Regions from separate parts of the Lactuca sativa genome. Here region 1 is linked to region 2. The links are chromatin contacts, called in public Hi-C maps. All regions are on one chromosome and are shown on one strand. Each heading gives the region's core, a stretch centred on a gene start, on an enhancer-like site or on the middle of the called end of the contact. The rest is flanking DNA. Distances are from core to core; before and after follow the strand shown. Region 1 holds the start of LOC111897392 (chitin elicitor receptor kinase 1). Region 2 holds the start of LOC111899281 (lysine-specific demethylase JMJ29).

The links. A called contact is a pair of places that touch in the nucleus more often than the background predicts.
Region 1: a contact with region 2 is called in a Hi-C map of leaf, with 7 times the contacts expected there. The contact joins the promoter of LOC111897392 here to the promoter of LOC111899281 in region 2. A contact is called at or near these places in 3 of 4 Hi-C or Micro-C datasets (leaf and seed).

The regions. Positions count from the first base shown.
Region 1 is chr1:237,512,917-237,515,637 of Lsat_Salinas_v11, forward strand. It overlaps LOC111897392 (chitin elicitor receptor kinase 1), which reads right to left and starts at 1,262. Exons shown (of 11, transcript XM_052764893.1): 1 at 571-1,262. The coding sequence starts at 1,240.
Region 2 is chr1:237,221,429-237,224,240 of Lsat_Salinas_v11, forward strand. It overlaps LOC111899281 (lysine-specific demethylase JMJ29), which reads right to left and starts at 1,452. Exons shown (of 14, transcript XM_042895971.2): 1 at 1,179-1,452; 2 at 872-1,055; 3 at 1-269. The coding sequence starts at 264.

The DNA.
Region 1 (2,721 bases), core at 12-2,511, 290 kb after region 2:
CTTAAACCAACAAAAATATTAAGGACATATATATAACTTTATTATGTAAACTAGTTGTGAAACCCGTATATTATACGGGTTAATTAAAACATAATGTTAAATAGGAGCGATTAAATGAGAAATTTATTTGAATTTGAAATATGAAATATGAAATGAGTGAAAATTATGAAGAAAAAAAAAACATGCAAAAAATAAATTAATTAAAATTATGTGTTTAATTATTAGACCCGTATATTAAATGAGTTATTATAATAAAATGTTAAATACAAAGGTTTAAAGTGTACATTTATTTGAAATTGAAATTGAAATTTCAAATTTCAAATTTGAATTTAATAGTTATTATAGTAGGTTTAATTTACGGATTAATGATATAGTGAAAATGAATAATGAAGTAATTGACAAGTGAAAAATAAATATATTTCAAAATTATGATAAAATGACATGTGACCAATTAAATGAGAGAATGACAATTGGCAATAACATTTTCATTTATTAGGGTAGAAAATCGTATTAATATATTAGTTTTATTCATAATCCACTTAAATAAAGTGAGTTTAAAAGTTAACTAACCTTTGGCCGGCACAAACACTAGTCCCAACCCGGCACTAAAATTGGATCTTGGGTTGAACCGCTCCAACAACGTCATCGGGACACTTGATTCTATACTTATAGACTGCAAATCTTCATCGGGTCGAAGCGGGTATGTTGCAAACAACCCGTAATCCTTTGACACGTGTTTGTTGCCACATGTACAATTCACTGTAACATTAATATCAACAAAGTCCGGTATCTTTTCGGCTTCAAACCAATTCACTCGTTGGACCCAATACTCATCCGTAAGATTAGCAAAAACTTCACTAGCAATTTTACCATAAGTATCACCAACTTGAGTTTCGTATTTGAAAGTATGGCCTAAAAAATCATCATTTAAGCATAGACACGAAAACGGGACGTTAATTCGGGCCCCAGATTCTATGCTGTCGCCTCCCGGGATTTGTGGATTGTATCTAAGGATTTCGGGGATTGTTTGAGAGAAAATTTTGCTTATGTAAGTGAGATTTGATCCTTGTGCAACATAATATGATGCCAAGGCAAGATCACAACCATTGCTACACTTGGATTCAATTTTTACAATGAAGAAAACAACCCAAAATCCCAATTCTAATATACGTTTCTTTCTCTTTGATATATTGTTCATGAGAAAAAGAAGAAAGAGAGAAATGAAGAGATATGGGTGCATGTAGAGAGAGAAAGATATGTATTATAGTTCAAATAGTAGACAGATTAACTATATTTTAAATTAGAGAGATGAGATTGATTACATGTTGGTTTTGTTTGATAGCATAAAGAATTGTAAAGGAATCGTCAAAAAGTATAAGCTCCATCATGTTTCTTGTCTTCTATTATTTGTTTTATGATTCTTGAAATTAACCTACAATTTTCAAGAATCATCAACCAAAATGAATATCACTTCTGTTACATAATTTATTTTGAGATCATCTTCATCGAAATGGATAATAACTTCCAAAATATATTTCTATCGATATTCCATTAATTTCGAATACCTTTTTGTTCATTTTTTTTCTTGTTAAGATTATTTATTTATAGCTGTCAACGTTATTTAGATTTATGAGAAAAAATGCATAGTCCCAACCTTTTATTGTAATGGAGGATAATGATTTAAAAGACCATTTAAGTTTCAAATTTGATAAAAAAACACCATTCAAGTATTACATGTTTAAAAAACACCATCAAACTAAGACATATGTTCAAAAAACACCAACGAAGTACATATTCTATTCAAAAATCACCATCTTTATGGTTTGGAGTAACTTACATGTTTAGTCCATAACTTTTTTTTTTTTTAACTCGGACAGTCCCTAGCGTTTATATTTATTTTTCCTTCGGACCATAATCAAGTTAAAAGACTAATATACTCTTATTAGTTTCATTTAACATTTATTTTTATTACTTGTTAATTATTTATACAATTGATATATTTATAATAAATAATAACATAAATTAAATAAATAATTAATAAATAATAAAAATAATGTTAAATGAAAGTAATAAATGTATATTAGCCTTTTAACTCGATCAGAGTCCGAAGTCGAAACAAATTTAAACTAAAGGGATCGTCCGAGTTAAGAAAAAAAAGTTAGGGACTAAATATGTAAGTTACCCCAAACCATAAAGATGGTGTTTTTTGAACAGAACATGTACTTCGTTGGTGTTTTTTGAACATATGTCTTAATTTGATGGTGTTTTTTGAACATGTGATACTTGAATGGTTTTTTGGAACGGATTTGAAACTTCAATGGTCTCTTAAGTCATTGATTGTATTGGGGTTATTTGTTTTCTTAAGCAATAAACATTTGAATTTTGTTCACATATTTAATTGAGAATATGGCGCTTGATAGATTATATGACTTTGACCAGAGTCAAAGTAACCAATAAACAATTCAATGAAGTTTTAAGGAAACATATGCAACATGATATATCTTTTCCAAAATTCATTACGAGAAACAGCAACACATTTTACTAAACATCTATCCTAATAAATAAGAATGATTTTGACACATGTTATTCTCTCATTCAATTGGCCACATGTCATTTTAGCATAATTTTGAAATATATTTATTTTCCACTTATCATTTATTTCAATTTTATTTTCAATATATCATTAATTTAGTTTCCATAAATTAAAGCTATCATAATGAC
Region 2 (2,812 bases), core at 202-2,701:
GTTGCCACAACTGTTGTGCTTTGCCCTGATCATCTCATAACTAGAGTAGTTAGTTTCTGTAGTGAACATTTCTTTCTGGTTAGGATTTTCTGCCATTTTCTTTAAAAATAATTTTCGGTCACCCCTTCTCTTATAACTAGCAAACTGTGGATCCTTTCTCTTTGTTCCACGCCTAAGAACACTGGTTGAGGCTTTTTGTCCTGTATTCATTTCTTTACCAGAAAATCTACTTGCTTGATTTTCCTTTTGAATCAGTGTCTCCATCTTCACTGCAAACACATAAATAATAGAGATCTGTTAGGAAAAACAGGACCTTTAGCACTGGTTAACCCAACATATGAATGAAAAACCCTATCAATTTTGTATGCATGCATCATCAGACAAAGAGACCCCATGGGAATAAGAAATAAGCAAAGATATCTTGGGGCCTAGAGATACAATATATTGACCCTTCACGCTAAATCTGAACAGGGATAGACACCTTGTGGTTTTGAGCTGCTAGAGCCATGACTTGATATTTTATAGAAAACTTCATTAACAATGCGATGTATAATCCTTTAGCCATGATTCGTGATCTCATTTGATATGCATACAAAAGTCAATGTGTGTGTGTGTGTTTATGGATGAACAATAATGAATTTGTGTAAGCTTCAGGTAATATTGTCTTCGAGTTAGTTTCTGATCCATGTCAGCTGGATCATGAACTTCTCTAGAGAAAGTCCAGCAAAATTATCACTCTAGGTGTGGTTTCTCGATTCTTTCAGAAAGAAATGCTTCAAGAAAAAATGGTCAGCTACAAACTAAGGAAGAACAAAAAGAGCAAATTCCAAAGAATGATACAAAACGCAATCGCAGAGAAGGAGCTTTAAACCTAAAAATATGATGGTTGACCCGAGTCAACTTCCCGAGTCAACAAATCCATCAGCTCCAATGTACATAAATTCACACGCGATCTCCCAACTCATACGTTCAATCACTGGAATTTCAACACTAATTCAGCCTGCAGTCACCTTCTCCATCCAATTAATTCCAGATTCTTCACCTATACGTGTTGTCTAACCGAATGTGTGAACAAAATTTCTCGCATTTATTTAAGTATAATCTGGAAAATATAACAAAAAGGAAAACCAAATTCTAGCTAGACGAATCTTAAAACAATAACCATGAAATTCACTCACCGAATTCGTAAAATCCAGTAGTATTGAGCGATCGAAATCACGAAAAAAGGAAAATCATCTATAGAAGAAACAATAGTGCGATCGGATGTCTGGAAGAGGAGATTGTTGGGAAAAGGGGTAGGCGTTAGGTCAAAAATGAAAAACGAAACTCACATGGATGGATGGAGAGAGAGAGAGAGAGAGAGAGAGAGAGAACCAATTCTCTCGTCGTAATCTTTGTATTTATTGAGAGAGAGATATATACAGAGAGGGGAAATCCATATTGATGATGGTAGAGTCCGCCGTTTCCAACCCATATTACTAGCATTTTTTCTCCTTCCCACTGGCCTGCACCATTTTTTTTCTTTGAGTAAATTACACGAATGGTCCCTGTGGTTTTGGTTAATTTGTACGTTTGGTCTTTAACTTTTTTTTAACTCGGAAGATCCCTACTGTTTGTTTTTATTGTGCGTTTGGTTCCTGTCTTACCTAAAAAGACTATTTTTCCTTTGATTTTTTAATTTATTTAAATAAACACACATCAACCTCATATCCACCTTACATTACATTACATTACCTACCTCATCTTATTTAAATAAATTAAAAAATCAAAGGCAAAATAGTTCTTTTAGATAAGATAGGGATCAAGCGCGCAACAAAGACAAACAGTATGGACCTTCCGAGTTTAAAAAATAAATTAGGGACCAAACATGCAAATTACCCCAAATCATAGGGAACATTCGTGTAATTTACTCTTTTTCTTTTATAAAACCGTTAACACGTTCACCCACTAAATCATATTTACTTTAAAACGAGTTTTTTGGTTCATTAAAGCTTGAAATTATTAGACTTTTTTCATTTGTGACATTTTATATGTAAAATTAATCGTCATGTAGACGTTGAGTGAGACTTTTGTTGATATGTGTAACGCTCGTTTCAGGTATCAATTACTTTTAAGGATTTTAGGGTTTTAGATTGGAACTCGACGAGTTGGGGAGCTCCAACTCGTTGAGTAGAGATCATTTTGGACGCGGGATTTAGGATCTAGTCGGCGAGTAGACACTGTAAAGCGAAACCCTAATTTCCAGGGGGTTGTGCCTATATAAAAAAGTTATGGCTCGTTGTGGCCTCCCTCGTCGTCTTTACAACCCAAAGAAACCCTAATCTGAGCCTTGTGTGAGAGCCTTTGAGAGTGATTTTGGTGTGATTGTAAAGGGATTTTGTCACACCCCAAAACCAAGAACGGCGGAAACGTTCTAGGGCAGAGGACGTCATGTATGTATCACAACAATGTAAAGTAGTAAACAAGCAACAACATCATCCATTTCGTTAATAGAATAATTCTGCTTACAAGTGTGTTCTTTCATTGTAACGCCCCGGTTATTTAAATAAAATAACAAATGAAAGTCCCGGACTAATTGGTGAAGAATTTAGAAGTTGGAGGTTAAAAGAGTAAGTTATGGATTTAATTTGAAAAGGGTTTCAGAAATCAGGGTACGTTTGGTAATTAATGGACTTACTTTTGAAAGATGTTGGAAGTTAAGGGCTTATGGGTAATTTCAGGACCTATTATGAAAGGAATTTTGGAGTCAGGGGCGAAAAGGGTAAATTTATGAGTTGAATTGAAAAAGATTATGGGAGGAGGGGCTAGTATT